4 separate regions of the Pan troglodytes genome follow, and all the other regions are linked to region 3. The links are chromatin contacts, called in public Hi-C maps. All regions are on one chromosome and are shown on one strand. Each heading gives the region's core, a stretch centred on a gene start, on an enhancer-like site or on the middle of the called end of the contact. The rest is flanking DNA. Distances are from core to core; before and after follow the strand shown.

Region 1 (6,999 bases), core at 685-3,184, 290 kb after region 3:
ACATGGCTGGGGAGGCCTCAGGAAACTTACAATCGTGACGGAAGGCAAAGAGGAGGCAAGGACCTTTCTCACATGGCGGTAGGAGAGAGAAGAGCAAGCAGGGGAAAGGCCAGACACTTGTAAAATCATCAGATCTTATAAGAACTCACTCACTATCATGAGAACAGCATGGGGGAACCCACCCCCATGATCCAATCACCTCCCACCAGATTCCTCCCTCCACGCCTGGGGATTATGGGGATTACAATTCAAGATGAGATTTGGGTGGGGACACAAAGCCAAACCATATCAGGCCTATTCACAGATACAGATAACATAGGCCTTACCAAAGAGGCTGCCCTCTGGGTCTCTGATTCTAGCAATCACTATCAACCCACAAGGAATACCTGGGCAACCACAAATCCATGCATTCACAAGTACCATATTGGATTAGATGCTGTGGATACAGGAATCAGCCAGACAGGCAAACCCCACCCTCACAGGCCATAATGGAGGCATAACATGGATCAAAGGTTTCCTTAGGCAAGTATGGGGCCAGAGGACAGCAAGGCCTTGAGGGAAATGCACGATGGATTCTGGGGGCATTTGGAAACCAACAGGCCCCCTTCTGTCCCTCAAAAGACCTGGGGGCCCCACTCAACCTGGTGCAAAGGAACTCTCCTTCATGAGGGCTCTAGCTGAGGCCTTGGTGGGGATGTGTGCAGTGGCCAGGAAACCCAGAGAGAAGGGCACCAGTGGCCAGAGATGAGATAATGACACTGTGGTGTTATTTTATAGACACACACACACACACACACACACACACACGGGTTTTCGTCCTAAGTTCCTAGCTCATAACTCCCACAGCCCTTGTTACAGTCTTTTGCTATAATGTTGGGCCTCAGGAAACAGAATCCCTCTCCTGCCCTCCTTACACCTGCTCCAAGACAGGACTCTAATCTTCCCCACCTTTCTGACTCATGAGACCCTCCCCAGAGAGGAATCTGGCCTATACCTTGGGGAAGGAATGCTGACGTCATGAAGCTTCCATGAAACCCCAAGAAGTCAGGGTTCTTCAGGGAGCTTCCAGATAGCTGGGCACATGGAAGTTCCTGGAGGGTGGAGCATCCAGGGAGGACAGGGAAGCCCAGTGCCCCTTCCCCCACACCTCACCCTATGCATCTCTTCACCTGTATCCTTTGTAACAGCCTTTAGAATAAACCACTAAATGTGTTTCCCTGAGTTCTGTGAGCTGCTCCAGCAAATTAATTGAACCCAAAGAGGGGAGTCATGGGAACCCCAACTTAAAGCTGGTCGGTGAGAAGTTCCAGAGGCCCGGACTGGCCACTGGTGTCTGGGGAGGAGGGGGCAGTCTTGGGTACTGAGTCCTCAACCCATGGGATCTGATGCTATCTCCAGGTAGATGGTATCAGAGTTGAATTGGTGTCAGGGAGAAACCTGCACACATTCGGTCACCAGTGTCTTCCGTGTTGATTGTTGTAGTGTGAGGGCAGAGGAAAAGCATGGTTGGAGAGAGTTTTCCCTACACAGTCATAATGAGAGCCCAGAGGGACTGACAAGCAGAAAAATGGTTCAAGACATTTCTCTGCAGATGAACTGGGACAGGAGAGTCTGCATTTTAGAGTCAACTAAAAAATAAAAGGATGAAAAATCAAAAAGGCAACCAATGTGCAGACACAGAAGTGCTTGTGTGCTCCGGGCAGCTCTCTGATTGGTGGCCAAGAAGGAAGCCAGGAGTCTTTGCCACAGGTGTTGCCAGGGCCCTCTGGACACACCCTTTCATTTGGACCTGAAAACACCCCACACAAACCCAAAGTTCTGCTGACCTTCCTCTGGTTTCGTTTCTCCACCTGGTTAGCGGCCCTCTGAGCTGTCTCGGAGAGAGCCCTTTTCCCCTGGGAGATGCATGCAGCTCGCAAATTAATTGGCAACAGCCGGGTGAATCACCCAGGGACTTCCTTCTTGTTGCCGGGCAACTGCATGCACTTGGCAGTGGGACATTAAACACAGAGGGGAATGCTGTGAGGCATTTGCAAAATAAAATAAAAAGCAAAACATACAACACCCCAGACTCTCATCCCAGCCGGGCTGGCCCAGCCAAGGGGTGTGTGGGGGGATGAGGGAATCCACACAAGGGAGGAAAATGAGGTTAGGCCATAAGCAGATCCTAACTCTCCCTCCTTCCCACAAATCAAACTCTTCTAGATATGGCATTTGTATTGCACTAAAGACACACCTCTATTAGCCTAGAGAAAGACCATAGGAGGAGCAGGAATTAGAAGGCATCTAGAGATCTGATCCCCTAGAATTACAGGGAAGGTTTGCAAAGCTCACTACGGAACTACCATAGCTACTGATTATGCTTCTGCATCGTACATCACTCCACAGGTTAAGTCACCTGACTGAGGTGACACAGGCCCCTCTAGGGCAGGATCCTTCCATACCCTCCCCTCCACCCCCAGTCCCTTTCCACTTGAATATTTTCATGTCTGTTGCTATGGCCACTGGGAGTTGATTAGACAAACCCTCCCAACACATCGCCTTGCCCTGTAGACCATGTTTCTGGCCTTTTTAAAAAAAACCCAGACAGAAGTGAAATCTATGTACATTCTGTGTTTGGAAAAACAAGATGGGGACAAGAAATGGAAGAACAGTAGCAAGAGGGCTCCTGTTGGGGGCTGAATAGTAGCCCCCAAAGATATCCACATCCTGATCCCTGCAAGCTGTGAATCCTACCTCATATGGCAAAAAGGCCTGTGCAGATGTGATTAAGGATCTTGAGAAGTTGGCCTGGACTATCCAGGTAGGCCCTAACTGTGATCACAAGTGTCTTTATAAGAGAGAGGCAGAGGGAGATCTGATCCCAGAGAGGTAGTAGGCAGTGTGATAATGGAAGCAAGAGGTTGGAAGGATTCAAGGAAGGGGTCAAAGAAAACAGATTCTCCCCTAGAACTTCCAAAAGGAAGCCCCGCAAATGCCTGGACTTTTGCTCAGTGAAGCTGGTCTCCAGAACTGTGAAAGAATGAATTTGTGTTGTTTTAAGCCACTACTCTTCCCCAAGGCAGGACTAATCTTCCCCACCTTTCTGACTATAGGTCTTGAGACCCTCCCCAGAGTGGGACCCGCCCTATACCCTTGGGGAAGGAATACTGATGTCATGAAGCTTCCATAAAACCCCAAGAGGACAGGGTTCTCTGGGGAGCTTCCAGATAGCTGAGCACATGGAGGTTCCTAGAGGGTGGAGCATCCAGGAAGGGCATGGAAGCTCCACACCCCTTCCCCCACACCTCACCCTATGCATCTCTTCACCTGTAGCCTTCGTAACAGCCTTTAGAATAAACCACTAAACGTGTTTCTCTGAGTTCTTCAAGCTGGAGAACCATCTTCTTCCTTGTCAGTCCCTCTGAGCCCTCATCGTGACTGTGCAGGGAAAACTCTCTCCAACCATGCTCTTCCTCTGCTCTCACCCCACAACAATCAACACAGAAGATGTTGGTGACCAAATCTGTGGGGATTATCCCCCCGACACGGAGCTGCGGACACCTGCTGGGTGTTCTCCAATTCAATTCTGACCACTGAGTTTGTGGTCATTTATCACACCAGCAATAAGAAACTAATCTTGTCAATACAGTGTATTTTCCGAGAGCCTTTTGAAGAGAGTATCACAGGAGAGATATTGGTAACAGTGAAGGGGAGCTGGGCAAAAGGGGTGGGAGCTGGAATTTGGCTTGGAAAGCTCAAACCAACACCCTGCAGCCTCAGCAAGAAAAGAGCAGGTCTGTGAGAGCATCTAAGGCAAGAAGTGGCCCTGGCTTCGAAGTGGAATATTAAATTAAACCATTTGCTGACTGATAACTTGGGCAGGTGGCTTCATCTCTGAAAGCCTCAGTTTCATCATTGCAAAATAGAGATATTATTATCCACCTTGCAAAGCTCTTAGGATTAAATGAGATAATACATGAAAAGCAACTGGCACATAGTAGATGCCAAATATACCACAACCCTTAGGAAAGGGTAGGTGTGCACAGATGAGCATAATCTGTTAGTTGGCCACTCCCGTATCTATTCTACCTTTTCCTCTTGGTAACAGAACTCTAATTTGGAGGTCACACATTGCAGCCCAGAGTAAAAAGACTACATTTCCCAGCCTTCCTGTAAGTGAGATATGACCATGTGACCAAGATCTGGCCAAGGAGATTAAAGCAGAAGTGCTGCAGGACTTCTGGGGAGGCTGCTTCAAAAGGTGCTGGAAGGACCCCAGTTTTTACTTGCCTGCCTTTACTATCTTCTGCTTTCAATGAGGACATGATGGCTGGTGCTCCAGCAATCATCTTGGACTCAGGGACATGGAAAATGGAAGGCATGCAGTCAGATGGTCTAACAAGAAGATGGGAGCCTAGATGGCTGACAACTCCACAGCTATCACGTTAGCCTTAAATGGCCTCCCTCTGGATTTCTATGTGAGAGAGAAATGCTCTTCTGTCTTAGTTAAGTCATTGTTGTGTTGTCTTGGATTTTTTAATTTTTTTTAGACAGAGCCTCACCCAGGCTGGAGTGCAGTGGCACGATCTCAGCTCACTGCAACCTCTGGCTTCCGGGTTCAAGTGATTCTCCTGCCTCAGCCTCCCGAGTATCTGGAATTACAGGTGTGTAAAACATGCCCAGCTAATTTTTGTATTCTTAGTAGAGGTGGGGTTTCACCATATTGGCCAGGCTGGTCTCGAACTCCTGGCCTCAAGTGATCCACCTGCCTCGGCCTCCCAAGGTGCTGGGATTACAGGCGTGAGCCACCGTGCCCAGCCCGTTGTCTTGGATTTTTAGTAATCATCATGGGTACAATATATCACAGATATAGGCAAGTAGGATTCAGAGTCACTCAAAGACAATGGTTCTCAAACTGTAGCCCTGATCAACAGGCTTGACATCACCTGGGAACTTGTTAGGAATGCAAGTTCCTGAGCTCCACTCCAGATTTACTGAATAAAAAACTCTGAGAGTGCAGCCCAGCAATTTGCTTTAATAAGCTCTCCAGGTGATTCTGATGCAAACTCAAGTGTGAGAACCACTAGTCTAGAGCAAGATTTCTCAACCAGGCATGCTTGGGGTGGGACAATTCTTGGTTGTGGGAAACTGTCCTGTGCATTGTGCGATGTTCAGTGCCATCCCCAGCCTCTACTCACTAGATGCCAGAGCCCCCCCAACCTGATCCTAGGCGTGATCATCAAAAATGTCTCAGACATCGGGGTATGCCTGGGATGGGGGGAGCGGACAGTAAAAGTGTCCCCAGTGTAGAAACACTGTCCCAAAGGAGTGATTCTTAACCTTGGCTACGCTATAGAATCATCTAGGAAGCTTTTCAAAATTCCACTGTCTCAGCCTCATCCCAACCCAGTTAAGGCAGAATCTATGAGGGCAGGACGGAGACAGCAGTGAAAACTCCCTGGCTGAGTCCAATGATGAGCCAACGTTAAGAATCGCTCATTGCAGAGGGGCAGCCAGCCAGAAGAGGAACTGTGTGCTCCGAGCTGGTGAAGGTACTGAATCCTGATCGTGAGCAGGACATAAGAGGTTCCAAAGCAAAAACTGTAATAAGAGTGGCTGGGGTAGACTTGGGAACCAACGTTGTACCTGCCAGATGGGTGACTAGACGGGGTGGAATTCCTGGCAGCTGTGTCACCTCATTTCCCATAAGAGCAGGGTGGACACCTTTCAGTCTCTCACATAAATAACCACACAAAGCCTCAGTTTCCTCCCCTAATAAGCAGCAAACAATAAGCCAGCTCCCACGAGGTGCTAAGCATTAGCTCATCCCACGAAAAGAACTGTGTTAATAAAGGCAGCCATGTGACCGTGAGCCTCTTTCAAGATAAACTCCACGGACACAAGGATACTCTCCGAGCAAGCACAGATTTCACATATATTTAATGGAGCCCTGACAATAAGCTTGGCAATGGGGCCATAAAGGAGGTGGAGCGGAGAAGGAAGAATTAAACGAGAAACCAGTGACCAAGAATGAGGGAGGGATGAACAAGCAGATGCCCTCTCCTTAAAAAGAAAGATTAAGTCCCGTATAAATTCTTTCTCCTGCCGGGAATGATTTTTTCTTCATTATTTCATTCCCAGCCTGCTCTGCTAAAATGCTGAGCCGAGCTTTTCCTTGTTTCCCTTGGCCTAAATCATTAAGTCCAAGATGTCAGTATGGGGAGGCAAGGGGGTGTAGAGAAGAGGAGGAGAAGAGGAGGAAGCCAACCGGCTCTCACTCTCTCAGGTGTACCAAGTCACTGCAGGACCAGGATCAATGGCTTCCCTGCACTCTACATTTTCAGCCCCACCTGGCTAGCCCAGATGGAAAGATAAAGGAACAAGTACCAGTCTATAAAGCATGTCTCCCAGAGGCCTTAGGGCCAGCATGTCCATTCTTTCCCAAGGGATTTGCCTTCTATTCTTTCAGTCCTTTTACTGCAGCTGATTGGGACAAGGAAGAAGTCCAATTGCTCCATACCAGCAAGATCAGAAAGACAAGGAACCCAGGATTCTGTTCCAGGTTCCTTTTCTGTGCCTAAGGATTTCTAACAGGTCACTGCAACAAGTGAGTCTGAAGAATATCGGACCTTGTTGCTTCCAGTGTTCCCACCTTCTTCTTTCTTTTTTTGAGACGTCGTTTTGCTCTTGTCACCCAGGCTGGAGTGCAGTGGAGCGATCTCAGCTCACTGCAACCTCCGCCTCCTGGGTTAAAGCGATTCTCCTGCCTCAGCCTCCCGAGTAGCTGGGATTACAGGCACGTGCCACCATGCCCAGCTAATTTATATATATAATTTTTTTTTTAGACGGAGTCTTGCTCTGTCGCCCAGGCTGGAGTGTAGGAGTGCAGTGGCGACATCTCGGCTCACTGCAAGCTCCGCCTCCCGGGTTCATGCCATTCTCTCCTGCCGCAGCCTCCCGAGTAGCTGGGACAACAGGCGCCCGCCACCACGCCCAGCTAATTTTTTTTTTTTTTGT
Region 2 (7,304 bases), core at 1,471-3,970, 420 kb after region 3:
CCTCCGCCTCCCGGGTTCAAGCAATTCTCCTGCCTTCGCCTCCCAAGTAGCTGGGATTACAGGCACCTGCCACCACACCCAGCTAATTTTTGTATTTTTATAGAGATGGGGTTTTGTCACGTTGGCCAGGCTGGTCTTGAACTTCTGACCTCAGGTGATCCGCCCACCTTGCCCTCTCACAGTGCTGGGATTACAGGCGTGAGCCACCGCACCCGGCCAATGTTCTTTATGAGTAGAGACAAGACGTAGTAGACACCTTTTTTCTCATGTCTCATGACCACAATTATGAAGATTCATGCTTGAATACTCCTTGAATATCCTTTGTTCAAAACTTCAAGGTTGTTTCTTGTGCAGTTTCTGAGATGGGAAATCCATCCCATGACTTCAACAGGAAGAGATCCATGAAGCTCTAAATTGGAGATGCTGAGGCAAGCGAGGGGGGAACTGCCATTTGATAGGATGCCCATGGGGCAGGGGAGGGTGATGGAAAGGGTGATGGGGGCCTGGAGAGACAGCCAGTTAGCAAAATGATTACGAGTTAAGCTCTGGGGTTCAAATTCTTGCTCTAACGCTTGACATCGGGGTGACTTTGGGCAAAGTACAATGACTTCCCTGGGTCTCAGTTCCTCACCACAAAAATATAGCAACACCTGTGCTGTTGGGGTCTTGGGTGGATTAACTGGAATGATCTGGACAGAGCCCTTGGCACAGTATTTGGCTCATAAGCAGCATTTAATAACTTTCTAGCTTCTAAGAAATTACCACCCAATATACAAAAATCAACACAAAATGGATCCAAAATTTAAGCTTAAGAAAAAAAAGAAATTACCCTGCATTATCTCAACTAGACTTTACATCAACCCTATGACTTGGTAGGTATTTGCACCATTTTACAGATAAGAAAACTGAGGCACAGAGTGTCCTGTGCATCCCCCAAGATCACAAAGCCAGGTAAGGGCAGAGCCAAGGTTTGAGCCCCGGCAGCTGTGGCTGCAGAGCGATGGGCCCACCGCTCTGTTCTGGGGCCCACCCCCGGCACAGCAGACCTGAATGTCCAGGCCTTTCCTGGGCTAGCACAGAGCCTGCATAGCTGCAGTGACTACAGTAGCTGTTTCCTTTGTCCTCGTCCCCTGCAGTTTCTTTCCAGAGTCCCAAGAAGCCACACAACCCTTCAGGAGGAGATTAGCAGCAGCAGAAAACAGAAATAAGAGAAAGAAAGTTTTCTTTTTCCGGGCTAGAGGTGCCCTGCTGCGCTGGAGAGAAACTGGGAGGAGGGAAAGCTAATGCCAGCCCCAGCCCGGTTTCTGCCCGCTGCCCTTTGCAGCTCTAGGTGGAAGCACAAGCTTGCTAGGCTCGGCACGCTCAGAGCTGCAGGAAGGCGGTCAGCTCTGGCAGCCACACTGCTCCTGTCCCAAAGGGAGGACAGACCTAGAGAAGCGGCCTGATCTGCCTTCTCCACCTCCGAATCCCCCCACCACACACAGACACACACACACACACACACACACAGACACACACGCCTTTTGCATTTATCCCGGGGTCCTCCAGAGGGACAAGGAAGGGCCTGATTCAGTGACCCCTGAGCCCTGCCTCTCAGTCCCCAGACTTCGGGCAGCCTGGGAAGCCTCCGACCTACATTCAGATGCCTAGGGGTTCTGGGAGGGGCGCTCAAAGCTCAGAGGCCTGAATTCAGCACCCTGCTCAGGCTCTTTGAGAACCGCTGACTTGAAGTGGGGCTGCTCGCTTTGCCAAACAAATATGGGTAACTCTGGTCTTCCAAAAAGAGCTCACAATTCTGTCCTCCCTGGAAGCTACAATTCAATCATCCTCTTCCAAACGTCCAAATCCCAGCTTCAGTGAGGCTATCTCACACAGCAACCTGCCTGGGAGTGACCCGCATGCAAAACTTCAAGAGTTTGAGGAAACCTTGAGGGAAACTTGCAGAAACCAGCTTGCCAAGGAAAAACGCTCCCAGTGCGTTCAATGAAAAAGCAGGCGACCCAGCTAAACTGAGTAAACTGACCCAATCGGGGGGATGAAAGGGAACGTATATCTGTGCAATGACAATAAATCGTGGAAAGACATATTAAAATACAAAAGCCATTTCTAGACGCAAAATCATGGATGTGTTTTATTTCCTTCTTTGTGTTTTCTGGTATTTTTACAAAACTGCACTGCAGAATGTTTGGAATCAGATGAAAAGTTCATTTCTGAGAAGCCTCCTTCTTTTCTCTTTTAAATTTTCTTCTTTTGCATTCCATTTTGGCCAGCTCGCTTGAACTCTGCGTTCAAACACCTTTCTCTCCCAAGCAAAAGCTCCAAGAGGAATCTTTTGGAGCAAAGTTAGAACCGCAGGGAAGCTTGAAAAGAGGAAACAGACCAGCCTGGCCGGTGGAGGTTAAATTAAACTACAGTTCTCTAGCAGGCCCCGGGCTTGGTCAGGAGCTATTGGTAAGACGGCAGAAACGGAGTACAGGCCAATAAACAAATCAAAACAAAAACAAGAAGCAAAGAAAGAAAGAAACATGTTTTAAGAAGAATAAAGTCATTAGGTGGCAAGGGGCCTCTGCAGGACCATCCAGGCCAGGGAGAAAAACACCCCCAAGGACCCAAACTTCTTTCACTGGGGAGCTGCAAGCAGGAGGCGCTGGCTCTGAGCAGTGGCTTTGTGCTTCGGGCAGAACTGGCCGCGAGGGCTGCACCCCACCAGCCGCGCGCCGGGAGGGCGGACGCGCCGGGCACAGCCAGGCGCCGGGGGTGACCGCGGCAGCACCGGCCCGGCGGCTGGAAGCAGACGCGCCGCTCCGCCCGCGCCCGCGCCCGGTGGAGCCACAGCGCCATCAAGTGGCCACTCGGCGAACGGCCGCACGGGGAAGCGGCTCAGGCCCAGGGAAGAGGTCCAGGGTTCCCAGCCGCAACTGTCCCCGGGGAAGGGTCTGGACCTGCCAAGCTGCCACTCCAGGGCCTGAGGCAGGAGCCTGCAGACGGACACCAGCTGTCCAGGCGCACTCCACCACCCAGGGCTGCCCCAGAGGATGTTTGGGAATCCTGTCTGCTCCTTTGGGAGAGAGGTTACTTTTGCAGTTCCAGGCCCATTCTCTCCTCCAGCAACTTGCTCAAAGTTTAAAAGGTTTGGTTCTCAGAGAGTGGCGCCAGAGCAAAGGGGGCATCTCGCTGCTCTGGGGCATCCTGCAGGGGATGGCGCAGATCTGGGGTCCATGTCTCTGAGCGGACACCATTGGAACATGTGTCTAGAGAATCTGGGCGGGATCACTGCCCACAGCCCTTCAAGGCCCACAAACCTACAACACATCTCTCCTGGAAACAGCACGTGATCCCATATGCCCCCTGGTCTTTGGGTACAAATTATGGGGTGACTCAAGAAGAGAGCACGTGATATGGTTTGGCTGTTTGTTCCCTCCAAATCTCATACTGAAATGTGATCTCCGGTGTTGGAGGTGGGCCTAGTGGGAGGTGTTCGGATCATGGGGGTGGATTCCTCATGAATGGTTTGGTGCTATCTTCACAGTAATGAGTGAGTTCTCACTAGAACAGTTCATGTGAGCTGGGCATGGTGGCTCACACCTGTAATCCCAGTACTTTGGGAGGCCACGTCAGGTGGATCCCTGGAGGTCAGAAGTTCGAAACCAGCCTGGCCAACATGGTGAAACCCCATCTCTATTAAAAATACAAAAAAATTAGTTGGGCGTGGTGGCACGCACCTGTAGTCCCAGCTACTCGAGAGGCTTGAGGCAGGAGAACTGGTTGAACTTGGGAGGTAGAGGTTGCAGTGAGCCAAGATTGTGCCGCTGCACTCTAGCCTGGGTGACAGAGCAAGACTCCATCTCAAAAAAAAAAAAAAAAGAAAGAAAGAAGAGTTCATGTGAGATGTGATTGTTTAAAAGGGCCTGGTACCTTCCCCCATCTCTTGCTTTCCCTCTTGCCATGTAACATGCTGGTTCCCGTTTACCTTCTGCCATGATTGGAAGCTTCCTGGGGCCTCACCAGAAGCCAAGCAGATGCCAGGGCCATGCTTCCTGTACAGCCTGCTGAACCCTGAGCCAAATAAACCTCTTTTCATTACAAACTACCCAGGCTCAGATAGTCCTTTATAGCAATGCAAATGGACTAACACACCCCATGATCTCCATCCACAAACCACTGGAGGAACCCAACACAGCAACGGAAAAGTTCTCAGAGCACCAATCAGGAATATGCATATTAATATGAACACTATAACAGGAAATTACAGGAAAAGCATAGAGCGTTTGCTCTGTGCAAAGCACTGTGCGAATTCCTTCTGTACTTTATCTTCTTTAACCTTTACCACGACCTTAGGACATGAGTTTTTTATGATGTTTGTTTGTTTGTTTGTTTGTTTTTTACAGAAAAGGAAATGGAAGCACCCAGAGGTCCAAAAACTCACTCAAGGTTGCCTGGCCTGGAGTCAGAGCCTGAGAGCCAGCTCCTTCACTTACCCTCCTTGATCCCATCTTTCCATCCATCCCCAAACCCCCAGCCGTAGGTGGATCCAGGTTTTGTGAGACCTGAAACATACATGTTTTCTAGAGGGAGAGGCAGCCTCTTTAAGATATGAAGTTGTAAATACACAGTTGAGGCCAGTCAGGGAGGGCTGTGTAGGGGAGGGGCTCTGCCTCATCTCCAGAGTAGATCCACCCCTGCTCTTTAGACAGCCCCCTGCCCAGGAGCTGGCTTTCTGGAAACACTCCTCCGCATTGCCCCTCACAGCCATTTCTCTGGCTTCTGCAATTGACTTCCACGCCCACCCTGCCCCAGAAACTGCTCTGACTCAAGGTCACTCAATGACAGCCCAACTGCCAGGTACAATGAGAGCTCTCAGTGCTTCCCTCCAAGAGGAATTTGCAGCCCTGACATTTGCACTCCTGGAAGCCTCTTGTCTCCCAGCATCCAGGACACCACGATCCCCTGGCTTCTCTCCTACCGTCCAGCCCCACTTTGTCTGTGTTCCTCATCAGTGGATCTTCTGTGGACTGCTCCTAAAACCCGCAGGTGAGCACAGAACAGGAAAGAGCGTAGCCTCTCAGCCAGCCAGACCCGAGGTTTGATCCCAGAATCCCAGTTAACAGCCGTGTAACCATCAGCAAACAGGTCATCCTCTCAGAGCCCATTTTTCTCTTCCGTGTAATTGGGGTTGTACATCAGAAGTTATTTAGAAGATTAAATGAGATCCTGTGCTTAGTATGTTTAATAGGATGCCTGCCCCAAAGCAGGGATCCCGGATCCCTGCTGAGGGTCCCTGTCAGACTTGAGCTCCAATCCATCAATCTGTCCTGCGCAACAGATTAATATTTCATTGTCTGTAGAATCAGATCACCCAGGATCCCTCTGAGGAACGCATCTTGTCTGAGAGTGCCCTTCCCACCACCATCAAGCCTGCCTTCCTCCCTTTTTTGCCAGTTTCTGAACGACACCACTGGCAATTCAGATTCAGCATCCAGACATCCAGGATTCATTCTGAATCCAGCCTCCCCTGCAGGAAACATGGCCCTGGAATCCATCATCCCCCAAGAGTCTCCCTCAGACCCCACCCTCCTCTCCCACGTCGGTCCGGGAGTTCCTGATCTCACTCTTGGGTCCCTGAACAGCCTCTTAAATGCTGGGTGTCTCTCCTGGCCCCGCCTCCCCACTGCCCCCAACCCATCCTCCTCTCCAAAAGAGTGAGCTCCTCAGACACATCTCAGATCATGCAGTTTCTCCATTTAAAACCTTGTGATGTCTTCCCCTTTCCATGGGTATGAAGTTCAAACCATGCCACAAAGCTTGGGGTCATCAGACCCCTCCTGCCCATGTACCCACCTCATCTCCCCTACAACCCCCTGCAGGATTTGCTCAGACATCCCAAACTACCTGCATTCCCCAAAACATGGCACTAGACACCCTCTCCCTTCCATGTCCCCTGTACACATGATGTTCCACCACCTGGAACACTCACCCGTTTCTCTGCTAACCACTTTCAGTGGCCAGGATAAATGTCACCTCCTCTTGGAAGCCCTCCAGGATGTCCCCTTATGGTTCAGGATCAATTCTCTGTGCATCCTGTGAGTACTCCAGTCACAGCACTATTTGAACCCTACGATATTAGTATTTATTTTCCTGTCTCCCAGGCTAAGTGGTGCACTCTTTGAGAGTGCAGATATCTTGAAAAGCAGTAACGTGCAGTGGTCGAAAGAGTGGGTTCTGCTCTTTAGTTTAATTAGATCCCATTTGTCAATTTTGGCTTTTGTTGCCATTGCTTTTGGTGTTTTAGACATGAAGTCCTTGCCCATGCCTATGTCCTCAATGGTAATGCCTAGGTTTTCTTCTAGAGTTTTTATGGTTTTAGGTCGAACGTTTAAGTCTTTAATCCATCTTGGATTGATTTTTGTATAAGGTGTAAGGAAGGGATCCAGTTTCAGCTTTCTACATATGGCTAGCCAGTTTTCCCAGCACCATTTATTAAATAGGGAATCCTTTCCCCATTGCTTGTTTTTCTCAGGTTTGTCAAAGATCAGATAGTTGTAGATATGCGGCGTTATTTCTGAGGGCTCTGTTCTGTTCCATTGGTCTATATCTCTGTTTTGGTACCAGTACCATGCTGTTTTGGTTACTGTAGCCTTGTAGTATAGTTTGAAGTCAGGTAGTGTGATGCCACCAGCTTTGTTCTTTTGGCTTAGGATTGACTTGGCAATGCAGGCTCTTTTTTGGTTCCATATGAACTTTAAAGTAGTTTTTTCCAATTCTGTGAAGAAAGTCATTGGTAGCTTGATGGGGATGGCATTGAATCTGTGAATTACCTTGGGCAGTATGGCCATTTTCACGATATTGATTCTTCCTACCCATGAGCATGGAATGTTCTTCCATTTGTTTGTATCCTCTTCTATTTCCTTGAGCAGTGGTTTGTAGTTCTCCTTGAAGAGGTCCTTCACATCCCTTGTAAGTTGGATTCCTAGGTATTTTATTCTCTTTGAAGCAATTGTGAATGGGAGTTCACTCATGATTTGGCTCTCTGTTTGTCTGTTGTTGGTGTATAAGAATGCTTGTGATTTTTGTACATTGATTTTGTATCCCGAGACTTGCTGAACAAATGGGATCTAATTAAACTAAAGAGCTTCTGCACAGCAAAAGAAACTACCATCAGAGTGAACGGGCAACCTACAAAATGGGAGAAAATTTTCGCAACCTACTCATCTGACAAAGGGCTAATATCCAGAATCTATGATGAACTCAAACAAATTTACAAGAAAAAAACAAACAACCCCATCAAAAAGTGGGCAAAGGACATG
Region 3 (6,684 bases), core at 957-3,456:
CTTCTACCCGGGACACAGAAATAGGTCCACACTACGCGGACTTTTTTCTCCTAGGAAAGGACGATGCTGTTCTTACACTTTCTGAAAGTAATCACAGAGCCCTGGATACGAAGCTATTGTATGCAAATCTCTTAAATTTGTAAACGAGCTATAGGGCACCAGAAACATCCCATTTAAAGAAGTTACATTCGTTAAAAAAAAAAAAATGCTGTTGAACAAGGCTGTAACTTACTACCTTATGAAGAGTTCCATTTCCTATAAGAAATGTCGGGCTTCTTCTGAAGACAACGAGAGAAAACAAGATTTTAAGAAATTCTCCCGGAAGGACATTGATTTGGATCTTGTGATAGTGTCCTCACTTCGCAAATTAGAAAGGGGAAAAAAAGCTAGTTTTTATTATGATGTGGGCCGATTCACCACAACAATAATTTAATTGAGGCGAATTTTTGCAAGAGCCCAAAAGGGTGGGGGGGGAGTTTAAAATTAAGAGTTTCCCAATGCCGTGCGTTTATTTGGGATTCTGAAAGCACAGAACCCGCAAGCGACCAAGACTTTTCTTCTGTCCCAGAGCAGATAGCTCCGCACTTACTCAACCTGGCTCTAAGCATTTCGTGTAAACACAACGGTTGTGCTCAAATCACACTTGAAATACATGAGAGACACCACCAATGCCTCCCCCAGAACTCCCAACTACATGCAGGTCTGAACCGACCGGACTAGAGTCAGAAGCACCGGCGCTTCACCCCTTCAGGTGTTTAGTAAATGCCAGCAAAAGCAGGCAAGCAGCACGACTCCGCCAGAGTGGAGCGTTTTGTCTGCGGTGGTGCCCATTTGTTTGGTCTTTTACAAACCAAGTGACCGGCCTGGGCCTCGCGGCCCGGGACAGCCGCATTGGCAAACTTCTATCTCTCAAAGCCAGAGCAGTTAGCAAACTCTCCCCAGACAGGGCGACTCGGCTGACGTTTTTGACCCGGCCAGGAGGCAAAGACCAAAACGTCAGAGCAGTAGCCCTGTTACTGAGGAGCGTCGGCAGGGTCGCGGGTAGAGGGGACTGGAGAATGACTTGTCAGAGCTCAAGGTCGATGTGGCGCGGGGCGGCCTCGAGAGCGCCGGGCTCCTGCGTGGCCACGGCCGCCGCTGCCAACCTTCGCGGGGACTTAGCTTTGCTTTCCATTGACTCCCTTTGCAAAAGCGCAGCAGAATCCTGACCAGCCACACCAGCCCCGGCGAACCCGAGCATGTTAATCTATTTATATGGATTATTACGGAGGAACAGCGGGCGTTGAGTCACCAAAACATTTGCTTCAAAAGACTATTTCTAAGCACTTTTGCAGGCAGGCAGGCTCGCTCCAGGCGCGTAAACTCGGCTACGCATTAAGAAGCGGCTGCTTTTCGAATACTGCAAACTCCAGCTAAGTCCCCGGTGCCGCGGAGAGAGCAGTGAAAAGAAATGTCGGAGGTGGGGGTAGATCCTAGTCTAGACACACACACTTGCGCGCACACACACACACACACACAAGATTCGCGCGGAGAAGGCACTAAAATTCTGGCATTCCGAGAGTACGACAAACTTACACACTTGGAAGTCCCGGGTCCCCCGCCTTCCCCGCAGCACCCCCCGCCCCCCCCCCACCCTACCGTCCGCCCTTTGGCTGCGATCCCCTCCCCTCTCCTCCCCTCCCGTCTCGTCACCCAGCCCAGTGCCACAATCCTCCTCCCTCCCCAAAATCGGGTCCAATCAGCTGCCTGCCAACCCTGGGACTGCTGTGCTGTGATTGGCGGGTGGCTCTAAGGTGAGGCGGAGTATTTATTAAAGAGACCCTGGGTTGGGAGTTGGAGAGCCGAAAGCGGAGCTCGAAACTGACTGGAAACTTCAGTGGCGCGGAGACTCGCCAGTTTCAACCCCGGAAACTTTTCTTTGCAGGAGGAGAAGAGAAGGGGTGCAAGCGCCCCCACTTTTGCTCTTTTTTTCCCCTCCTCCTCCTCTCCAATTCGCCTCCCCCCACTTGGAGCGGGCAGCTGTGAACTGGCCACCCCGCGCCTTCCTAAGTGCTCGCCGCGGTAGCCGGCCGACGCGCCAGCTTCCCCGGGAGCCGCTTGCTCCGCATCCGGGCAGCCGAGGGGAGAGGAGCCCGCGCCTCGAGTCCCCGAGCAGCCGCGGCTTCTCGCCTTTCCCGGCCACCAGCCCCCTGCCCCGGGCCCGCGTATGAATCTCCTGGACCCCTTCATGAAGATGACCGACGAGCAGGAGAAGGGCCTGTCCGGCGCCCCCAGCCCCACCATGTCCGAGGACTCCGCGGGCTCGCCCTGCCCGTCGGGCTCCGGCTCGGACACCGAGAACACGCGGCCCCAGGAGAACACGTTCCCCAAGGGCGAGCCCGACCTGAAGAAAGAGAGCGAGGAGGACAAGTTCCCCGTGTGCATCCGCGAGGCGGTCAGCCAGGTGCTCAAAGGCTACGACTGGACGCTGGTGCCCATGCCGGTGCGCGTCAACGGCTCCAGCAAGAACAAGCCGCACGTCAAGCGGCCCATGAACGCCTTCATGGTGTGGGCGCAGGCGGCGCGCAGGAAGCTCGCGGACCAGTACCCGCACTTGCACAACGCCGAGCTCAGCAAGACGCTGGGCAAGCTCTGGAGGTAGGACCCGGCGGGGGCGGCGCGGCAGGGTGGGCATCGCGGCGGCTGGGGGCGCTGGTCAGGGCTGATTTGCCCCGCCCCGCCTCCCATCGCCCGGGAGTTGCCGTTCCGGGAGCCGGCGGGATGGGGGTGGGAGTGGGAATGGGGTGTAACTGTGGCTCAGAGTTTGACAAAGTTCTTGGGCTGCTCGCGGGGACGCGGAGGAGGGGGGTGGTAAGTGGAAGAGGTGAGGGAGGTAGCTGGAGGATGGACGAAGACTGGTGGGAGACCGAAGGAGGGGGCTGCCAGCCTGCTCTCCAGTCGCCTGGAAGCTCAATCGGGGCGGGGAAGTGAAATTTGCCTCCCTCCTTCCTACCCGGCCTCTTAAAACTGCACACTCTCGTGCGGCCCCACTACACCCACGGAGATGGGGCAAGGGAGAAACCGAGGTTGGAGGAGACCCTTGGCAGGAACTGGGAGGCGGGAGGAGGGAGGCTACTGGAAATAGGTGGGAGTATATGGTGGGGGGTGAGAATTGGGGACCTTCTTGCGGCTTAAGTAATTTGGGGGAAAGTTTTCAAAGGGGGTTGGGGTTGGGGGCGGTAAGTCGAGCAGCAAAGGCGTTTAGGGGGCAGCACCGGGAGTCGTTTTCATCTCCAGCGTTTCCAAAATAGAAATAGAAGGGGAGGGGAGGGAGGGGGCGGGGAGTGACCGCTCAGGTCAGACTGCAATAACTTATTTATTTATTTTTAAGAAAAGTTATGAGCTGTGGTTGCAGGCAGGAGGGAAGATGGAGTTGTGTGCAGAGGAAGCCGAGTGGTCTGGGTCGCCGCCTCCTCCCCGCCGACCTGACAGTTTGGCGGATTTCACTGACCCCTCTCCCTCTTTTTCTCTGTGCCCCCCGCCCCGCCCCGAGCAGACTTCTGAACGAGAGCGAGAAGCGGCCCTTCGTGGAGGAGGCGGAGCGGCTGCGCGTGCAGCACAAGAAGGACCACCCGGATTACAAGTACCAGCCGCGGCGGAGGAAGTCGGTGAAGAACGGGCAGGCGGAGGCAGAGGAGGCCACGGAGCAGACGCACATCTCCCCCAACGCCATCTTCAAGGCGCTGCAGGCCGACTCGCCACACTCCTCCTCCGGCATGAGCGAGGTGCACTCCCCCGGCGAGCACTCGGGTGAGTCGCCCCTCGACCCCGCCGGACAAGCCATCTCCGTCCCGCCTGGCACACCCCCTGCCCTCCGCCTGGGAGATTCTTCGTGGGGACTTTATGCTTCCCGGGAGGGACACACTGCCCTTTGCGCCCGTCCCGCTCCCCTCTCTACCCAGAGCCTAAGAGGCATCCAAACAACACACACACAAACACACACACCCCAACTCAATCCCAGAATCCGAAGAGATTAACTTTTTTATTGGGAGGTAAAATGCCCTTAACAGCCTTACAAGACCTCTCCCTTCTTCTCTGCTCCCCCACCCCAAAAGCACACACAGGGCTCTTACACAAGTAGCAATTAGGTCTTCCGGACCCTCCGGGCCCCAGACCCTCCCCTGATAAAAGGGGGCTGTCCAGTGTGTACCGGCGGGTTAATCATTGGGCGACTTATCTCCGGTGCAGCGCGCCTCTTGCGCGGGTGCGGATCCTTATTACACTTTAGCAGCGAGGGAGGGTCCCCGGAGGGTGCCTAAGACTAGGACGTCTGCACAGCCCTTGTTGATTTTCTCGTGCTTGTTCTTTTATTGTCCACAGGGCAATCCCAGGGCCCACCGACCCCACCCACCACCCCCAAAACCGACGTGCAGCCGGGAAAGGCTGACCTGAAGCGAGAGGGGCGCCCCTTGCCAGAGGGGGGCAGACAGCCCCCTATCGACTTCCGCGACGTGGACATCGGCGAGCTGAGCAGCGACGTCATCTCCAACATCGAGACCTTCGACGTCAACGAGTTTGACCAGTACCTGCCGCCCAACGGCCACCCGGGGGTGCCGGCCACGCACGGCCAGGTCACCTACACAGGCAGCTACGGCATCAGCAGCACCGCGGCCACCCCGGCGAGCGCGGGCCACGTGTGGATGTCCAAGCAGCAGGCGCCGCCGCCACCCCCGCAGCAGCCCCCACAGGCCCCGCCGGCCCCGCAGGCGCCCCCGCAGCCGCAGGCGGCGCCCCCACAGCAGCCGGCGGCACCCCCGCAGCAGCCACAGGCGCACACGCTGACCACGCTGAGCAGCGAGCCGGGCCAGTCCCAGCGAACGCACATCAAGACGGAGCAGCTGAGCCCCAGCCACTACAGCGAGCAGCAGCAGCACTCGCCCCAACAGATCGCCTACAGCCCCTTCAACCTCCCACACTACAGCCCCTCCTACCCGCCCATCACCCGCTCACAGTACGACTACACCGACCACCAGAACTCCAGCTCCTACTACAGCCACGCGGCAGGCCAGGGCACCGGCCTCTACTCCACCTTCACCTACATGAACCCCGCTCAGCGCCCCATGTACACCCCCATCGCCGACACCTCTGGGGTCCCTTCCATCCCGCAGACCCACAGCCCCCAGCACTGGGAACAACCCGTCTACACACAGCTCACTCGACCTTGAGGAGGCCTCCCACGAAGGGCGAAGATGGCCGAGATGATCCTAAAAATAACCGAAGAAAGAGAGGACCAACCAGAATTCCCTTTGGACATTTGTGTTTTTTTGTTTTTTTATTTTGTTTTGTTTTTTCTTCTTCTTCTTCCTTAAAGACATTTAAGCTAAAGGCAACTCGTACCCAAATTTCCAAGACACAAACATGACCTATCCAAGCGCATTACCCACTTGTGGCCAATCAGTGGCCAGGCCAACCTTGGCTAAATGGAGCAGCGAAATCAACGAGAAACTGGACTTTTTAAACCCTCTTCAGAGCAAGCGTGGAGGATGATGGAGAATCGTGTGATCAGTGTGCTAAATCTGCCTGTTTGGACTTTGTAATTATTTTTTTAGCAGTAATTAAAGAAAAAAGTCCTCTGTGAGGAATATTCTCTATTTTAAATATTTTTAGTATGTACTGTGTATGATTCATTACCATTTTGAGGGGATTTATACATATTTTTAGATAAAATTAAATGCTCTTATTTTTCCAACAGCTAAACTACTTAGTTGAACAGTGTGCCCTAGCTTTTCTTGCAACCAGAATATTTTTGTACAGATTTGCTTTCTCTTACAAAAAGAAAAAAAAAATCCTGTTGTATTAACATTTAAAAACAGAATTGTGTTATGTGATCAGTTTTGGGGGTTAACTTTGCTTAATTCCTCAGGCTTTGCGATTTAAGGAGGAGCTGCCTTAAAAAAAAATAAAGGCCTTATTTTGCAATTATGAGAGTAAACAATAGTCTAGAGAAGCATTTGGTAAGCTTTATCGTATATATATTTTTTAAAGAAGAGAAAAACACCTTGAGCCTTAAAACGGTGCTGCTGGGAAACATTTGCACTCTTTTAGTGCATTTCCTCCTGCCTTTGCTTGTTCACTGCAGTCTTAAGAAAGAGGTAAAAGGCAAGCAAAGGAGATGAAATCTGTTCTGGGAATGTTTCAGCAGCCAATAAGTGCCCGAGCACACTGCCCCCGGTTGCCTGCCTGGGCCCCATGTGGAAGGCAGATGCCTGCTCGCTCTGTCACCTGTGCCTCTCTGAACACCAGCAGTTAACCTTCAAGACATTCCACTTGCTAAAATTATTTATTTTGTAAGGAGAGGTTTTAATTAAAACAAAAAAAAAAACTTCCTTTTTTTTTTTTTTTTTTTCCAATTTTACCTTCTTTAAAATAGGTTGTTGGAGCCTTCCTCAAAGGGTATGGTCATCTGTTGTTAAATTATGTTCTTAACTGTAACCAGTTTTTTTTTTATTTATCTCTTTAATCTTTTTTTATTATTAAAAGCAAGTTTCTTTGGATTCCTCACCCTAGATTTGTATAAATGCCTTTTTGTCCATCCCTTTTTTCTTTGTTGTTTTTGTTGAAAACAAACTGGAAACTTGTTTCTTTTTTTGTATAAATGAGAGATTGCAAATGTAGTGTATCACTGAGTCATTTGCAGTGTTTTCT
Region 4 (7,133 bases), core at 3,269-5,768, 290 kb before region 3:
TAATTCAAGGTAGAAATAATAGTGGCCCACGCAACCACCATCAGACACAAATTTTGCAGTTCTTTGGCGGAAAGGGTGCCCACTGCAAACAACAGGGATTTATACAGGACAGCTGAGCTGGAGCTAGACCATGATCAATGTTTAGGGCTAAATTAAGCCAAGTCCCAGGCACACCCAAATTTTGAAGTTTGAATTCAGTTCACAGGGAAACCATGTTATATTGGAAGTCACTCATTAACTAAATTGAATCTATTTGATTACTTAAACTCTGGTTCTAATTTGGAAGGATGCCTCTCTCTACTCCCATGCTATCGTTTCAATTTAATTAATTCAAATAGTATATCAAAATGTCTCTGATTTCTTTATTTCCTGGAGTTTACCTGAAAGTCAACAGAAAGTGTAATCAATTGCTTCATCAGATGTTTTAAATCTAACAAATATCTTTCTATATCTGTTTTACCATCTTTTAAATACACTGAGTAACTTGTTGCTGAATACTGAATTTTCTGATACTTAACTGATATTTACCCTATCTTCATAATCTATCAATATTGAGTATTATTAATTATGTAAATAGCTTAGTTTGGGACTGACTCATGCTTAATAAGGCTAAATTCACAGCCTTGTTTGAAGATGTTTATAAAACCCCCGGTGGCAGTGAGGGGAGATCTACAATCCATCTTCTGCATCGTAGCTGGAAAGACACCACAACTTTCTACATAAAGCCCAGCATTCTTTCAGAAGTCCCTCATGAGTTAAGAGTTGGGACATGAGGGTAGAACAATAGGACAGTAGAGAAATTGAAATTCTGCTCCGCGGCTTTTTTTCCCTCTGCTCCAGAACACTGGAGTTCCACGCAACATTTGATGGAGTCTAGGAGACAGCGTTCCCAAATAGGGCCCCTTGGCATTTCAGAAAAGAGCAGACACAGGAATGTCACTCTTATCTTCCCCTAACCCCTTCCCTGAAGCAAGCCATAAAACGTAGCAGACTTCTTCTAAAGTAAGTCATGAGACCTTCATTTCAGAAGCATCCTCCCTGTACTCAGGAAAAGAGCATCCTTATTCACAAAGACACAGAGACACTAAGAAGAATCTGAACAAACAGGCTTTGCTGAAGTTCCCCTCAGTTGAATACCAGTAGGTCACACCCCCTTTTGTCCTTCCATCATCTCTCCAGGAGTATCCACTTCTTCATCAAGCAGCGTAAAAATACACAGGTTTCCCTGTTTCTCTCTTTGAGACAAATTGTGCTTTCCCTCCTTCCTGAAGGCTCCCATATCACATAAGACTCCTATTAAATCAATGTGTATACATTTTTTTCTTTCTTCTTAATTGGTCTCTATAGGGATCTCAACCATAAAGCTAGCCAGGAGTGAGAAAAGTAGTCTTTCCTCCCTTACACATTTCACTTTTTAAAATTCTGCTGATCAAAAAGCACAGTTCAAAGCCATTATCCTAGCCGTGTCAGCATGTCTGCTTCTGACAATTGAGCTATCTTTTCATTCAATGTTGCCTGGTAGTTAAATCACATTAGGATGCTATTTTAAGTATGTTGAATTCTATTTTAGTTGGTGTGTGTGTGTTTTCAAACTGTACCTCTGATCGACTTGACTTTACTCCAATATATTTCATATCCAATGTTGAATTGTTGCAGAGAAATACTAAACTGCAAAATGTCAATAGCAGAGGAACTAATTTAAGAAAGAAAGTATTAAGGTAAACTGGGGTAGCAGCCCAAGCTCTGGGCTGAGAATCAAAAGACCCTGTTTCTCTTTTTGCCTCTGCCACAGAATAACTAAGCAAGGTTATGAAATGAAGGACTTGGACTATTTCCCTAAATTCCACTGCAGCCCTAAAATTCTGTGATCAAATTTGGGATATAAACATCATTCCTTTTTGATTGGATAATCAGGAAACCATCAGCATCACAGGGTGAACGTTCTGGAAAGAATAAAGATATGCTCTGTGAATTCTTTTGTCTGTCTCTGCTTCTGTTCATGAATGCAGTGAAGAATAAAATGAAGTCAATTAGCGTTCTAGAAATTCCAGACGATGAGAAAAAAACGAGAGAGAGTAGAGAAGGAAACTAGAGCTTACAGATCACCTATGTGATGTCCTGTCCACTCTCAGAGGATACTTTCTCATCTTTTATCCCATTTAGTCCTTACAACAATTCCCCCCCCCCCCCCACCGCAAGGTAAATGATACGATGCCCAATTTAGAGATAAGAAATTTTGGAATCGCAATAATGCCTGCTCAGGGAATTGCAGTTCATAAGAGACTGGGCTATAATCAGAAGACAGGCTGTGTGGTTTCAAATCCTATGGCTTGATAAAACATGCTAATTTTTTTATTAAATGTGACAGGTGGGTAAGTCTCTGTCATTCGAAATATGGATATAAATTCCACATGTATGAATGCCTGGTACAATTGTTAAAGTATTAAGCTCAGAAAAAAACTTTCGATTTGGGTTATGATTTTTGGTGAGGGGAATCACATACTTTACTCAAGCTACAGGAATGTCAAGTTTCATTAGGTCAGGGTTAATGACTAAGATACTGTATTAATTCATTTTCACACTGCTATAAAGGACTTCCCTGAGACTGGGTAATTTATAAAAGAAAGAGGTTTAATTGACTCACGGTTCCGCATGCCTGGGGAGGCCTCAGGAAACTTACAATCATGGCGGAAGGCGAAGCAGGCACCTTCTTCACAAGGTTGCAGGAGGGAGACGAATGAAGGAGGAACTTCCAAATACTTATAAAGCCATCAGATCTTGTGAGAACTCACTCACTATCACGAGAACAGCATGGGGAAAACGCCCCCTGATCCAATCACCTCCCTCTCTCCACAGGTGGGGATTACAGGGCCCTCTCTCAACACGTGGGAATTACAATTCGAAATGAGATGTGGGTGGGAACACAAAGCCAAACCATATCAGATACCTAGCTGAACGCAGGACTTCTAAGGTCTTGGTCTAATTGCATATCATTTAAAAATATATAGTGATTCATTGTACTGAAAATTATTTTATGCTGAATCATTTATTAAATGCTTTGTTATTTTACTTAAAAAGAAGGCCTGAACTGGGAATATACTAGGATTTCCCTTATTCGACCATAACCATGGGAAGTCTTGCAGGCTGAATGGGAACGTGGGATCACGCACTGGACAGCAGCATATCCTACAGTGTCCAGAATAGGCAAAGGGGAACAATTACCTTCTTGACACTGGCCTTGCAGACCAATTCCTCTAGAATGATGGTAAATGGTAAAAACACATCATGATCTCTATCTCCTAAAAATTGCACCTGATTGTTAAAATCGTGCTCATAAGAATTCATTTCCAGAAAAATACAATCTCTCATTTCCAGCCCTCAAAATCTCTCTGTCATTTTACTTGAGAGTCAAATTAGTGGAAGTGGGGTGGAGGGGGGAATTAAATCAACTCCAACTTTCCTTCCTTCCTGGTAGCATCTCAAGTGCTGCTCAAAGCCTGGCTGACTCTTCCCATAGTTGCCCACCTGCTTAATCCAGCAACACTCTTCCTGGGCTCCCAGGGAGAATGGGGAGGCCTCTTCTGATCCCCACTGTCTGTCTTCGCAGTCACCAGCATCCAGAACTCAGAGATCATAAGCCCCACCAGCTGCAGCATCTTTAAAACTTCTGTATTCAATTTTTTCTGATACACCATTAAGAACACCCTTTTTTTCTACGGTAATTAGAGGGAACAGAGCTCAACTGTAAGAAATCAAGCCAATGGCTATGATTTTAGGGAGGAGCAAAGGTGAAGTGTCACAGAGTAAAAAGACGTGACCATTATTGATTTCACCCAACCTCTTGGTGAAGAGGTTGCAAAGAAAGTAACAAAAAAGAGATCAAGCCCCAAGTCCCTAAATATATATGTATAAATTATATATTAGAAAAATGTATATACATGTAAGCATGCATATACAGATATGCATGTATGTATCAATATATATTGTTTAAAATCAGGGTCTTTTCTTTTTCCCAGTATTGATTCCCCAGTATTGATCAGGGTCTTTTCTTTTCTCCAGTATGAAAATGAAATACAGTGCTGAGAATAAACTGGAGATCTCTGCCAGAGTTATAAAATGCAAGAAAGACCCTTAGTGGGAGATGTATGAGGGTGGATCCCAGGAGCAGGGCTGGGAAATAATAGACACTGAGGTTTGTTTCTCTCTGCAAAACAGGACATCAGTGATACAGCGATATAATACTCTAAGATATTTTATTTTCAAAACAAGACATAACCCAACTCCAGCTCCCTAAGGAGAGCCCTACTTCCCAGCGCTGGGTCTGCATCAGGAGCCCTGGCATTTCCTCTTTAGCAGGGAGTGCAGCCAGCAAAACAATCAAGCTGTGATTGGGAGCTGAGCGCAGTGGTTAATTAAGGCTGCATCTTTTATTCTCCAGGGCAATTCAGCACAGCTTGAATGAGCCCCAGAGCCAGTCTGCGGTGGGAATGTCTCCCCGGGCAGTGGGAGAATCCAGTCTCAGGGGCTGTCTCATCAGCATGACAATAGCCCCAGGATGCACTTGGACTGATGTAATGGCCAGAGTTAGGGAGGGGGGATGAAAGCCTTGTTGCAGAAGCCTGGAGCGTTTGCAGCTGACTGGGGCTATTTCAGTGCATGAAATTCCTTCCCTCTTTCTTCCTTTTATAAGAGATGTTTGCTAATTGGTAGAGCTCAGAAAACAATATACCATTAAGAATCCCTTTCCTTCCTCCCACCCCCACTCTCATTTTTTAAAAGTCCCTGCTTTCTTGCTTCACTGGAAGTCTCAACTTTTGTTCTGTGGTTTGCATGAAGTCTTAATTTTTCATTCTCTTTAAGAGGGAACTTATAAACAACGATTTACTAAAAGAGACTCTGCAACCGATTCTTCTGTATCAGGGGTTCCCAAATACACCCCCCCCCCACCACCACCACTTTGGGAATCTTGGCTGTGGTCCTGCTACAACTCATATATTTGCCTCGTTTGTTACACATTGATACAAAACATTTTGGAAAAGTGACTCATGGAAAGTTAGTCTGATTTTGTATTTTGTATTTTCTATTTTTTTTAATTACAAGATCCTGTTTGAATTAATTGAATCCTTTAAGTTGACAAGCTAATGGTCAAAATGAAGACAGTATAAGGAAATGTCAGTTGAGAATCTGGGATGAATGTTGTTTGACCCTGCCACAAATTCAGTAGGCGACCAGGGTAAGACTTTGTCCTCTCCTCTCCTGTTTGGGTCTCAGTTTGCTCATCTGTCCAAAGGGATAAGGGAGCTCAATGATTCCTAAAGTCCTTCTTGTGCTATCACTTTATAGCTCATTGAGTGGAGCCATACTTTCTTAATTGATAGAAGCTGTAAGCTCTGATATACCAGAAAATGTGTTGTGTGTTCATTCTCTAAAAGCACAAGATGTCCATAGTCCTGCTATAGTTTTAAAAATTAATGCTCTTAATGATTCTGGAAGATTTTTTTTAGTGAAGTAGGCTGTTATCTGGAACCACAAAAGATATGCACGGATTCTGATGCATCTCATCTCAGAAATCACCTGAGCAATGCACAGCTGATTAATAGAAATAAGAACATTACTTTAGGAGAATGTTCTTCACGTTCCCAAGCATGAAGAACTCCTTTTCCTACTCTACCTTATTCCTTCTCTTCTTTCCATTTGGACAGAGCCACTGGAGAGACTTTAGAGGATCTTTTAAGGGTTTCCCATGAGCAGGTGGAAGAGGCTCTGGACACATCTCTGCTCACATTCTAACAAGTCACTTTCCACTCATAGTCTTTCCTTTGTATACTTTGCTGTGAATCCTGCCACATTGGGAGCATCCTTAGCTCAACCTTACTTCTAAATTCCATTAAATACTTGTCACAGTGCAGTAGGTATTACTGCCACTAGTACCTCACCCAGACACAGCATTTCCTATAAGCAAATACTTTTGTAAGTGGTTTAGAAGTAGGAGTTTATTCTCGAAATCACAATCAGCATACACACCAGCTTCCTTCTTACCACTTCCGTCAGATTAGGTGAGTTGATCATAATTGAAAATATGATACCATCTTTCCCCCAGTATCCAGGTCTTTCATGAGGCTAACAAGAATCTTTGTCTAAAAATTGGAAGGTTGAATAAAACATGCATCGGGGGATTTGTGGAGACAGAGAGTGTCCATATTGTGGTTCTCTTCTTTGGGCTGTTGAAATAAACACTTCGACATCTCCCAAGGTGTTCCTATAAAATTTTTGATAATTGTCTGCAGAACTGACAATTCTGCAATTCATGAAGACGAATTCTTCCTCTTGTTATTTTCTGAGATTTAACAGAAGAAAAACAAAATAATAGAACTCTCAGAAGCTATAAAATCTACATACAGCCCCTTACTTAAAATATAACACCTCAACCACAAAGAGCCAGGACACTGTCATTAAATAATTTCAGTTCTGGGGTTATTTCAGGTGAGCCAGGTGCTTGATCTTGCTGTTCCTGTCTTCTCCCAAAGCAGCGGAATTTCAGCAGATTCCCATTCTCCCCTCAGCAAAGATCCCAGTCACAGTAGCCAGATGAAAAGCCTCTTTGAACTTGGTAGGGGTCCATTTTATTATCATTATTATAAAACTTTAGAAGAGAATTCAGCTTGCTTGATACTTTTCTCAGGGCCAAGTCTGAGGTTGAGTAAAGGGATAAAGACCAGCATCTTTTTAAAGGTGCCAGACTGGTCATCTGACTTTTTTTCTTGGCAAGGACACACACACACAGGCACACATACACATATGCATGTACACACACACCTGCATGTACATGATGCACACATACACACATATATGCACAAACATACACATGCATATATGCACACACGCACTCTCTCTCACACACACACACATCCAAACAGCCATAGTTATCTTCTCAAAAGAGAAAGAGAATGTCCCTGTAGTTTAGACTGTTCGCAGCGGGGAACACAGTCTGGTAAAATGAAGACTGCACACCCCCTCCCCCTGAGGCAGCCAAAGAAATCTTTGTGCAGCCCAGGTGTTGGCTGCATCCTCTTCACTAACATCCTGTCTTGAATTATTCAGACTCATTCATTATGTATCCCACATAGACACAA

The links. Hi-C and Micro-C count contacts between places; a contact is called where the count stands out from the background.
Region 1: a contact with region 3 is called in a Hi-C map of stem cell-derived neural progenitor cells, with 6 times the contacts expected there. The contact joins the enhancer-like site here to the promoter of SOX9 in region 3. A contact is called at or near these places in 1 of 7 Hi-C or Micro-C datasets (stem cell-derived neural progenitor cells) and 1 of 1 datasets of contacts at active chromatin or transcription factors (stem cell-derived excitatory neurons).
Region 2: a contact with region 3 is called in a Hi-C map of stem cell-derived neural progenitor cells, with 15 times the contacts expected there. The contact joins the enhancer-like site here to the promoter of SOX9 in region 3. A contact is called at or near these places in 4 of 7 Hi-C or Micro-C datasets (blood, induced pluripotent stem cells, a lymphoblastoid cell line and 1 more), 1 of 1 datasets of contacts at active chromatin or transcription factors (stem cell-derived excitatory neurons) and 1 of 1 other capture datasets (stem cell-derived neural stem cells).
Region 4: a Hi-C map of stem cell-derived neural progenitor cells shows a contact between it and region 3, with 9 times the contacts expected there. The contact joins the enhancer-like site here to the promoter of SOX9 in region 3. A contact is called at or near these places in 1 of 7 Hi-C or Micro-C datasets (stem cell-derived neural progenitor cells) and 1 of 1 datasets of contacts at active chromatin or transcription factors (stem cell-derived excitatory neurons).

What each region holds. Positions count from the first base shown.
Region 1 is chr19:85,365,562-85,372,560 of NHGRI_mPanTro3-v2.0_pri, forward strand. All of the region lies in intron 2 of LOC454852 (a long non-coding RNA gene), which reads right to left. Among named protein-coding and RNA genes, the nearest start is that of SOX9, 290 kb to the left of the region's middle. Within about 2 kb of position 1,935, at least 5 of the 24 cell types and tissues checked have an H3K27ac peak or open chromatin away from gene starts, as enhancers often do. A contact at or near this core is called in stem cell-derived neural progenitor cells, where this site is marked.
Region 2 is chr19:85,498,026-85,505,329 of NHGRI_mPanTro3-v2.0_pri, forward strand. The region is part of intron 1 of LOC454852 (a long non-coding RNA gene); the gene reads right to left. Among named protein-coding and RNA genes, the nearest start is that of SOX9, 420 kb to the left of the region's middle. Within about 2 kb of position 2,721, at least 12 of the 24 cell types and tissues checked have an H3K27ac peak or open chromatin away from gene starts, as enhancers often do. A contact at or near this core is called in induced pluripotent stem cells, a lymphoblastoid cell line, stem cell-derived neural progenitor cells and 1 more, where this site is marked.
Region 3 is chr19:85,078,623-85,085,306 of NHGRI_mPanTro3-v2.0_pri, forward strand. It overlaps SOX9 (SRY-box transcription factor 9), which reads left to right and starts at 2,207. Exons shown (of 3, transcript NM_001009029.1): 1 at 2,207-2,637; 2 at 3,536-3,789; 3 at 4,360-5,204. The coding sequence starts at 2,207. The coding sequence ends at 5,204.
Region 4 is chr19:84,786,288-84,793,420 of NHGRI_mPanTro3-v2.0_pri, forward strand. No RefSeq gene overlaps it. Among named protein-coding and RNA genes, the nearest start is that of SOX9, 290 kb to the right of the region's middle. Within about 2 kb of position 4,519, at least 13 of the 24 cell types and tissues checked have an H3K27ac peak or open chromatin away from gene starts, as enhancers often do. A contact at or near this core is called in stem cell-derived excitatory neurons and stem cell-derived neural progenitor cells, where this site is marked.